Regions from separate parts of the Hordeum vulgare genome. Here region 1 is linked to region 2. A link is a contact called in public Hi-C data. All regions are on one chromosome and are shown on one strand. Each heading gives the region's core, a stretch centred on a gene start, on an enhancer-like site or on the middle of the called end of the contact. The rest is flanking DNA. Distances are from core to core; before and after follow the strand shown.

What was found. Hi-C and Micro-C count contacts between places; a contact is called where the count stands out from the background.
Region 1: a Hi-C map of seedling shows a contact between it and region 2, with 4 times the contacts expected there. The contact joins the enhancer-like site here to the promoter of LOC123452042 in region 2. A contact is called at or near these places in 4 of 6 Hi-C or Micro-C datasets (leaf and seedling).

The regions. Positions count from the first base shown.
Region 1 is chr5H:315,139,896-315,145,149 of MorexV3_pseudomolecules_assembly, reverse strand. No RefSeq gene overlaps it. Among protein-coding and RNA genes, the nearest start is that of LOC123395745, 160 kb to the left of the region's middle. Within about 2 kb of position 2,104, at least 3 of the 3 cell types and tissues checked have open chromatin away from gene starts, as enhancers often do. A contact at or near this core is called in leaf and seedling, where this site is marked.
Region 2 is chr5H:314,767,905-314,772,783 of MorexV3_pseudomolecules_assembly, reverse strand. It overlaps LOC123452042 (cell division control protein 45 homolog), which reads left to right and starts at 3,066. Exons shown (of 1, transcript XM_045128616.1): 1 at 3,066-4,879. The coding sequence starts at 3,081.

The DNA.
Region 1 (5,254 bases), core at 855-3,354, 370 kb before region 2:
GACACCCATGATAGGTTTGAAAAATATTTATTTAAAAATATAATTTAAACAGGTGCTTAAAATGATTATATTAAGTTTTGAGCAAAACTAACAAATACAAAGTGATAAAAACAGTACATGCTTTTTAAAAAGCATTTAATAAATATTCGAAGACTAATGAATTTAAAATAGTTACTTAAAATTATTCTTTTTGTCTTCCAAATAATGTTAATTTTTTAATAGGTTTCGAAAAGAATAATAAATTTCAAAAAGAGAAGAATTATTTTCTGAAAAGAAGAAAAAAACTCATTATTTAAACCCGCTTAAGTGTTGGGCCAATTAGGCGACGACATCGCTCCTGTCTGGTGCCTGCTGGCCTGGCCCAAGCGCTTGCAAAAATGGAAAAAATACATCGACTAAAAGAATGTAACCGTATCCAAAATGTATCCACAAGTTCCAAAATATTTCCAATTTTCAAAATTCGTTCACAAATTAAAAAAATTGGGGTATCTCAAATAATGTTTAACCTTTCAAAGTTTCTTTGGAATCTAAAAGTTGTTCTTGTTTCAAATAAATTCTACACAGATAAAAAATATTTGTCGAGTCACAAATAAAATCAATCACAAATATATTTTAGATTTTATAAGAAAAATCCCAATTTGTTAGTGTTTTACAAAAAAAGTCAAAAAAACGTTCATGTTCAAAAATCTCTTTGCTTTTTTTTAATAGACATGAATAGTTTTTGGAAATTTATGTACAGCATTTCAAAATGCGAATATTTATAATTTCTTGAACAAAATTTTAAAAGGTGAACATTTAAAAATATATATTTAAATGTGCGAGTATTTTTTGAAAAAAGAAAAATGAAGCAGAAAATGAAAAAGAAACAAAAACAAACAGAAGAAAATAAAAATAGTAAGAAAAAGACAGGTAAACTGCAGTAAACCGGTTGCTGAGAAATAGTTATTGTAGTCCGCGTTTCCTTATTAGAGACATAAGCTTATTAAATAATAAGCTACCTCCAGCGCAAAAAAATAAAAATGATAAGCTACCTGCAAAAAGTTGAAAAAGAGACATAAGCTTATTAGCTGGTGTGGCTAGCGACAAGTGGTCGAGCCTGAGTTACACGGTTTGAACCCTCACACTGTCATTGCTTTCTCGGTGAACTTTTCTCCGTTTTCGCGCGCGACAATTGGCAGGTTTCATGTGCGTGAGGTCGCCTATTTGATGCTACTTTCCGAACGTACAGCGTATACTTGACGGAGATGTAGCGGATCTTGTACTACGAGTACTATACTTGACGGAGACGCGCACGACGGCGGATCACCATCAGGGCCATCCACAGCAAACAACAGTTGACTAGTGAAATCAGGAACAGATGCCATATATCTCCTCCATGCTGGGTGCTATTCCATCTGCTACAGCGCGAGAATAACGATTGGCCGACTGCTCCATGTCCCGCCGAGCTGCCGCCGATTGGACGCGAACCAGAAACGATCCATCCATCCATCCTCCACGTCCACGTCCACGTCCAAGTCCAACGGCAACTGCAATGGCAATGGCAATGGCAGACACCCCATTCTCCCCCGGTCGGTCACTCAACACGGACGGATTTGACCCCGGCCGGCCCTGCAGATACGAGATAGTACGACCACACTCGTGATCTCGCCATCTTCATCCCCTCCGCTCCGCTGTCCGTCAAGCATTCATTCATTTCAGATTCAGCGGAGCAGCCCAAGTTGGAGGCCGCCGAGCTGGCCGCTGCCGGAAAGAGAGGCCGGCCTTGAATCGCACGCCACCCTTTCACGTGCGGATTCACTCGCCAGCCAGCGCAATGCGCAACCACTGTTGCGTCGGTTCATAAAAGAGCGGCTAGCGGCGCGGGGCGGTGCATTGCATTGCATCCGTAGGGTAGGGGGGCCTTCAAACGCATCTCTCGAAACAAAACAGTGTGTGCGCGTGAGGAAATTAGAGAAATAAGTATATAGTATACTGGAGTGGAGTAGTACTGCGTGCTGAATCTGAATTACTATCAATCAGTCGCTCTTCCCCCTGAGCCTGCCTGTCTGTCTGTCTGTCTGTCTGACAGCAATCGGAACAGTGCGCGTCTGGTCACTGACAGGCGACTTTGGAACGAAACATTCTACTGACCACGGCTGATCTGATGAGCCTTGAATTGAATTAGGCATGTCCCTGTCTCGTTCCACGATGCTCTGATTTTGACATGTGGACCATGGAGCCGCATTATCCACCGGCTACTCGGCCCCGCCTGAATTTCCTGCCTGCAACCTCATAAGGTCAAATCCAGGCCCCACTCGTTTCGATTACTCGACGATTCTTGGGCAAACCCATATAATCCTATCAGCCACCCCAACTTCACTTTCCAGAGATTTGGTGATGCCCGGCCGAGTATGGGCAGCTAGCTCCATCGGTGCTACCCTACCACTACTAAGTACTGACTTAACAAAGCTGATGTTCATCTTTTTAAATCTTTTTAAATCTCAAACCGAGATTATGCGATATGGGCAATGACATCTGGAGAAAAACCTGATATAGAAATAGTTTTGCAAAGCAAGAACATGTGCCATTTTTGTCACTGCGGCAGCAGCGCCGGTGGCATGAATCTATTCTTGTTCCTGAGTGAGCAGGCATATATTATCCGATCACCGCCTCCACTAGAGAGGAAAGACAGGTTTGGCTGCTGAATGCGACATCTCTGCACCTCTGTCGCCATGGTTGGTGCTGCACTAGATCCATCCAGCCGCTGCTGCTGCTACCCATCCTTTTTCTTTCCCCTCAAGGCACCTATCTCAGCCTGGCAAGCAAAAGCAAATACTGTCATGGCATCTTTCGCATATCATACCTTAACCCAGTTGGAAGATTCTCCCTGAAATGTGGCTTGAATCATGCTAGAATGTGGCAAGGTAGCCCACAAGTGATGGGTAGATTTTGCATCTGAAAAATGCATTCAGATGAGCTACTAATGCTTAGGCAGCTAAAGATGGTGACGTTTTTTTGTAGATCATCATGACATTACTAATCATTGGTGAAATGAACTGTAGCACGTCAGGAAAAATAGTTCCATCGATTTAGACAGGTAGCATATGAGCAATGTGGTTCGATAGGTTAGAAGAATGGTGCCGCAAGCAAGCAGAGAGAAAGAGAAGTAGAAGAGTCAATTGGAGAGGAGTGCTTCTCAGTCCAACCTTCTCCTCCTACGTGGATCCAACTCATCCAATAGACTTCGGTTCCTTTGATGACAAATTTCCATCCTTTGCACTGTGCTTTTACACCAGTCACTGAATCTATGAATTTTGACCAAGTTGGATCTGCCTTTTCCATTTATTTTCCCCTTTTGTCAACACTCAGCACGTCAATTTCTGAAGCGAAAACCTGTCATGACCCTATAGCGATTAGAAAAGAGGCACGTCCCAGTCTACCTAAGATGTTTTTTTGTCAGGTCAATTCAGATCTAATCTTGTCCACTAATGGACCTACTCAAAACTGCTAGTTAGTTGGTCATGGTAGTCTTTAACAATAATAGCATCAAATTGCCATTACTGTTACCTTTTGGTAGCAATGGAACAAGACAAGATATCGTTTTTCGAAGTCCATATATTTTAGCTCTACCAACACAGAAGGACATAAAGAAAAACAAAACAAATATACATGTGCAAGTTGCTAGAAAGAACGAAAAACGAGACTGCACTGAAATAGCCAGTTGAACCAGCCCATTGTTTTGGAAACAAAGTACTAGAGCAACTCCAATAGCTCTTTTGTACCCAAAAATCTACCATTTTTGAAAAATTGAGACAAAAATAACACTCCGATAACTTCCGCAAACCCAGTTTTTTTATCAGATACCATACCGTATAACCGTCACTAAGGGTGTGTTCAGTTGGTGGAACCAAATGAAATGGGGCGGGTCGGTTCGTCCCAAAGGCCCATTCACGTGTTTAGATTGATAGAGAAATCGAAACCAGTCAATTCCAGGAAACGACATATTCCTTCAATATGCCGTTCCGCGCGGTCTCTCCAAATCGAGTGGGCCACGCGGAACCGGCTGCATCTCCTCGTCCGCTGCGTCTCCTCGTCCGCGTGCGCCGCCGCTGCCGCTCGTCCGCGTGCGCCTCCGCTCGTCCGCGTGCGTCGTGGCTGCCGCTCGTCAGCGTGCCTGCCGCTTGTCCGCGTACATCGCCGATGCCGCTCGTCCGCATGAGCCGCCGCTGCTACTCTCCCGCGTGCGCGACCGCCGCTACTCTTGGTAGGAGGCGAGGGTCCCGATCTTTCGATGAGATGATAACTATCAATTTGGTGGAGACAACTTTGATGATCCGACTACAAACATGCACGACGTTGCGCCTTGGCAATCTCTAAACCAACTCCAAGAGGTTACTGACCACGCCGGAGCACGATCAACCTGACCACGAAGATCTATTCCTGCAAACAATCGACGAACAAGAAAGAATATGATATTGCAATCTGAATATTGCGAATATAGATGAAGTATTGATAAGGGTGGGGATCCGAAAGCAGTCTTAGTCTGTTTTTTGTTCACAAACGAAGTACACGGAGTTGCAATGTCTAACTTTTAACTAAACACATCGCAAGCAAAAAGCTACTAGGTTGATCTACTTATATAGGAGCAAGGGGTGGCGGCCAAGGAGGTGGGAGGACGTCCCAAGGCAGCCTAAACTAACCCTAGGTCGAACAAGGCCTACGGGCCCAATTCGAGGTGATGCAACTGTTGGAAATATGCCCTAGAGGCAATAATAAAATGATTATTATCATATTTCCTTGTTCATGATAATCGTCTATTGTTCATGCTATAATTGTATTAACAGGAAACAGTAATACATGTGTGGATAAATAGATCACAATGTGTCCCTAGCAAGCCTCTAGTTGGCTAGCTCGTTAGTCAATAGATGATCATGGTTTCCTGATCATGGACATTGGATGTCATTGATAACGGGATCACATCATTGGGAGAATGATGTGGTGGACAAGACCCAATCCTAAGCCTAGCACTAGATCGTATTGTTCGTATGCTAAAGATTTTCTAATGTCAAGTATCTTTTCCTTCGACCGTGAGATTGTGCAACTCCCGGATACCGTAGGAGTGCTTTGGGTGTATCAAACGTCACAACGTAACTGGGTGACTATAAAGGTGCACTACGGGTACCTCCGAAAGTGTCTGTTGGGTTGGTACGAATTGAGATCGGGATTTGTCACTCCGTGTGACGGAGAGGTATCTCTGGGCCCACTCGGTAGAACA
Region 2 (4,879 bases), core at 1,817-4,316:
AAGGAGAAACAGAAAAAGAAGCAGAAAAAAACGAAAAACAGAAATCAAGTGAAGAACAGAATATATACCCATTAATAAAGTAAATTGATATTCTTTTTGTTTTTTAATAATACATGAGGTGGTACTAATTTAAAGTGATATTTTTGTTTCGTCCCACTTAGATGATTTTTTGCTATTTGAGGAGGTACTAAAAATTCGGGGAGCTCCTACCTGCCGCTCATTGCGGCAGGGAGCTCCACCGCCGCATAGGAGGGCTACCCTAATGGGCCGGCCCAGTATTTTCTGTTACTATTCTCCTTCACTGCTTTTTGTATTTTAACTTTTTCGGTTTTTTATTTTTCCTTCATTTTTTATTTAAAGCAAAACATTTTTCTAATTTAAACAAAAATTTTCAAAAAAGGTGAATAAATTTATAAGCGTGAACATTTTTTGAATCCTAAGAACAAAATTTTGAAAAATCCGAAACAAGTTTGAAAGCGCAAACACATTTTCAAGCACAAACATTTTCTGAATTACGAGAAGAAACTTTTTTAAACAGGAATATTTTTTAAAATATGTGCAAAATCGTTTTTCAAATTCTGGAACATTTTTTTAAATTCCGTATAATTTCCAGATTCTGATTTGTTTTCAAATTCCGGAACATTTGTTTAAAATCCAGAACATTTCTTCAAATATGGAGAATTTTTTCAAATTTTGGAACATTTTTAAAATTCCGAAACATTTTTCAAATTCTGGAGCATTTTTTGAAATTGTAGAACATTTTTTCGAATTCCAAAGCATTTTTACAAATTTAGGAACATTTTTTCAAATTCCAGAAGATTTTTACAAATTCCGGAACATTTTTCCAAAATTTAGAACATTTTTCAAGTTTCGGAACATTTTTTCAAATACCAGCACATTTTTTCAAATTCGTGAACAGTTTTTTAAATGCCAGAATATTTCTATATACTCTGTAACATTTTTTCAAATTTCGGAACATTGTTTCAAATGCCGGAACATTTTTTCAAATCCAGAAAAAATATTTCAAACTCCGAAACATTTTTTCAAAATCCGAAACAATTTTTTTACATTCTGGAACATGTTTTCATATTCCAAACATTTTCCAAAGTATGGAACATTTTTTCAAATTCCAAAACATTTTTCAATTTCCGAAACATTTTTTGAAAATTCAGAACAATTTTGAAACAGAAACAAAAAAAGAAACAAAAAAGAATAAAGAAAAAAGAAAAACCGGTTTAGGGAATCTTCTAAAAAGTTCCTAAAACCAAAAAAAAGACTGAAAACCTCTAGAAGGTTCCCAAAACCGGAAACACATTGAGACGGTTAAACGGGCCGGCCCAATCCTGATGACCAGTCGTTCTTCAGTTGCGGTATTTTGACGCAACGCGCGTCAAATAGGGATTTCCAAATATTTGTCCGTACGTTGTCTTCGTGATGTTCAGCTCGGTCAATTTTGGGTCTAGCAACGAGCCAAGCAAGTGGCCTTTCAACTGAAGTTCTTTTATGGATTGTGAACAAGTAAGTTGACTTTTTAGGTGTACAAGAGCTGTTAGGATCGAACTTACCAGCTCTGCTCTTGTCCCACCTCGCTTATTTAGATATGATTCTATCAGTTCATATACGTAATCTGTTTGAAGGATCAACAAGCAGAATTGGGCACTCAAGGAAAGGAGGGGAAAAAGAATTAAACTCATGAGCTGATCCCTTTCGCTAGGCCGGCTAGGCAAGTGGGCTGTGGCTGGCTATGTGTTTGTGCTCCTCTCTTCTGCTATTTTTTTTTTCTGTTTAGAAATAAACAAAGAACTACTCCCCCCGTTCCTAAATATAAGTCTTTTAAGAGATTTCATTAGAAGTCTACATACGGAGCAAAATGAATGAATCTACACTCTAAAGTATGTCTATATACATTCGTATGTAGTCTATTAGTGAAATCTATAGAAAGACTTATATTTAGGAACGGAGGGAGTAGAAGACAAGCACAAAGGGGTTTGGAGAAGAGTTTTGAAGTGAGGACAAATTCCCTGGACTACTTTAAATATGTATATTGGGAAGATAATGTTTTGTCATGATGGAATCATATTAATCAAACTCATTTAAATTCAATTCAAATGAGTTAGAACTAGAAGTTCGATTTAGGATTTCTGAAAAATGATGAAAATTTGTGGGTGGCTTTAACAAATGCAGAAAGATTTATGGGAAAGGTTTGGATACTAAACTTGGAGTAGAACTTTAATGTGAATTTTGGAAAAGGTTCAAAATAATTTGGGAAAGCAATCTATACATTTTATCTATATTTGCACCTTTACCCTAGAGAGGAATATTTCTTCGTTTAAACGTGAGACACGAGTCCAAAGTCTGAACCATATAGTTTCTTCTTAGACTCGGGAAATACAGGACATCATGTTATATTAGAAACGTGGATTTTTTTTCGCTTCCGTTACAACGCACGAGCCTTTTTTCTAGTAAATAGAAAAAGAAACAACACAGAAGAAACTTGGCCGCACTGTGCAAAGCTGGAAATGGCCGGGCCAACTAGCCTCCCTTGCATCCGCCCTTGTGCGAAACCTCGACCATTCGCCGCAGCAAGCGGCGAATAGGATTTTCCCTCCTGAAAGTCTCTCGATTATAGACGCTGGACCTGAGCCCATGCGGCCTCGCAATTAGTAGGTCAGAACCAGCCCAGCTATCTACGAGCAGTAGTGACGTTTACGCATCACCGAATGAAATGAATCAATCGTATGGCCCGTCTGTTTCTCCCGTATGACAAGCCCGCCCCACCGGAACGTGGGCCCACCTGTCATCCAAGGAAACATCGGGGTGGCACAAGCGGCTCTGCTCCAGTGACGAGCCGGAACGGGATTCCATCCCCCCAAAGCCGAAAATTTGGAGTTCGAAAATCGAAAGACGCGAGCCGTTCCCTCCCAAAACCAAAATCCCGAAATCCTCCCGCGCTCGCCGCTCCCACAAAGCGCCCCCAATCCAAACTCCATTCCCAGATCTCGAGCATTCCTCTCCACCCCTCCCCTCCCCTCCCCTCCACCCAAAATTCTCGATCTCGATCCCCCCTCGTTGATGCGCCAATGGTGCGGGAGCTCCGCGCCGACTCCTTCTACGCCCGCCTCCGCGCCGCCGCCGCCGCCGCCGCGGCGGCCGCCTCCTCCCCGCTGCTGATCCTCCCATCCGCGGCCGACGCCGACTCCCTCTGCGCGCTCAAGGCGCTCGCCCACGTCCTCTCCGCCGACTCCATCCGCTTCTCCATCTACCCCGTCGCCTCCGCCGCCGCCGCCGCCACCCTCCTCGCCTCCTTCTCCGCGTCCCAGCCGCTCTGTCTGCTCCTCATCAACTGGGGCGCGCACCGCGACCTCCGCGGCATCCTGCCCCCCGCCTCCACCGCGTTCGTCGTCGACTCCCACCGCCCCGTCCACCTCCACAACCTCGCCGCCGCCAACGACCGCGTCGTCGTGCTGTTCTCCACCGACGACGAGCACACCGCCGACCTCTCCTATGATTTCGACGTTTCCGCCCTCGCCAACGCCTCCGACCTCACCGCCGACGGGGACGCCGACGAGCACCTCCGTGTCTCGGAGGAGGACGAGGACTCTGACGCCTCCGACTCCGATTCTGATGCCGAGGGAGGGAGAAGGAAGAGGCGGCGGCTCTCGGACGATGGGGAGGAGGCGGACGGCGACCCGGAGAGGCTGTTCGGCAAGCTGCGGAGGGAGTACTACCGCCTCGGCACCTTCCACGGGAAGCCTTCGGGGTGCCTCATGTACGAGCTCGCCCACGCGCTCCGCAGGAACACCAACGAGCTCCTCTGGCTCGCCTGCGTCTCCCTCACTGACCAGTTCGTCCACGAGCGCATCACCAACGAGCGCTACCAGGCTGCCGTCATGGAGCTCGAGCAGCACATCAATGGATCAGGCAACCTCGACCCGTCCGGCCTCGGGTCGGTGGTGACGCTCAAGGATGGAACCAAGATCCGGGCGCCGGAGGCCTCCCGCATCGCCTATGAGGACGAGCCAAGGCTGATGCTGCTGCGGGAGTGGAGTTTGTTCGACTCCATGCTCTGCTCCTCATATGTCGCGACCAAGCTCAAGACCTGGAGCGACAACGGGCTGAAGAAGCTGAAGCTGCTCCTAGCGAGGATGGGGTTCCCGCTCGCCGACTGCCAGAAGAGGTTCCAGTACATGAGCATGGAGGTCAAGCGCAAGATGCGCGATGAGTTTGATCGGTTCCTGCCTGAGTATGGGCTCACTGAGTTCTACTACCGGAGCTTCCTGAGGGTGCACGGTTACAGGTCCAAGGTGTCTGCTGCGGATGTTGTCTATGGCGTCACAGCTTTGCTTGAATCCCTCAATGCCGAGTCCAAGGACTCAAAGGAGTCCTGTGCTGCTGAGCAATTTTGGGTTGCATACTCTGCGTTGTCGCTGAGCAATGTGGATCAGCTGCGAAAAGGAATGCAATCTGCAATTGAGATACAGATGGCGATACTGAGGCAGGGAAGCTCAGCCATCACCAAGAGTGGATTCATCCGGAGTGCTAAGAAGTTCCGGTGGGTGAAGCTTGATGATCCAGTGGACACTGCTAAGCTGTGCCATCCACAGGCGCTTACTAAATTCTGTTTCTTCCTGATGGATGCACTAAAGGAGAGGGGTGCAAGGATGAAGCCACTAATCTGTGCCTGCTTAGCAAGGGAGCCTGAGAAGGTGTTGGTCATTGGTGTATGTGGGAAGCCAAGGCTCGGGGCAGTTCAGGGGAACGCGTTTGGTAATGCATTTAGGTCAGCGGCAGAGGAGATCGGTGCAGATTATTTCCATGACATGTTTGAGTCATCATGGATTGTTCTTGATGTTGTTGCTGTCAGTTCTTTCATGATTCG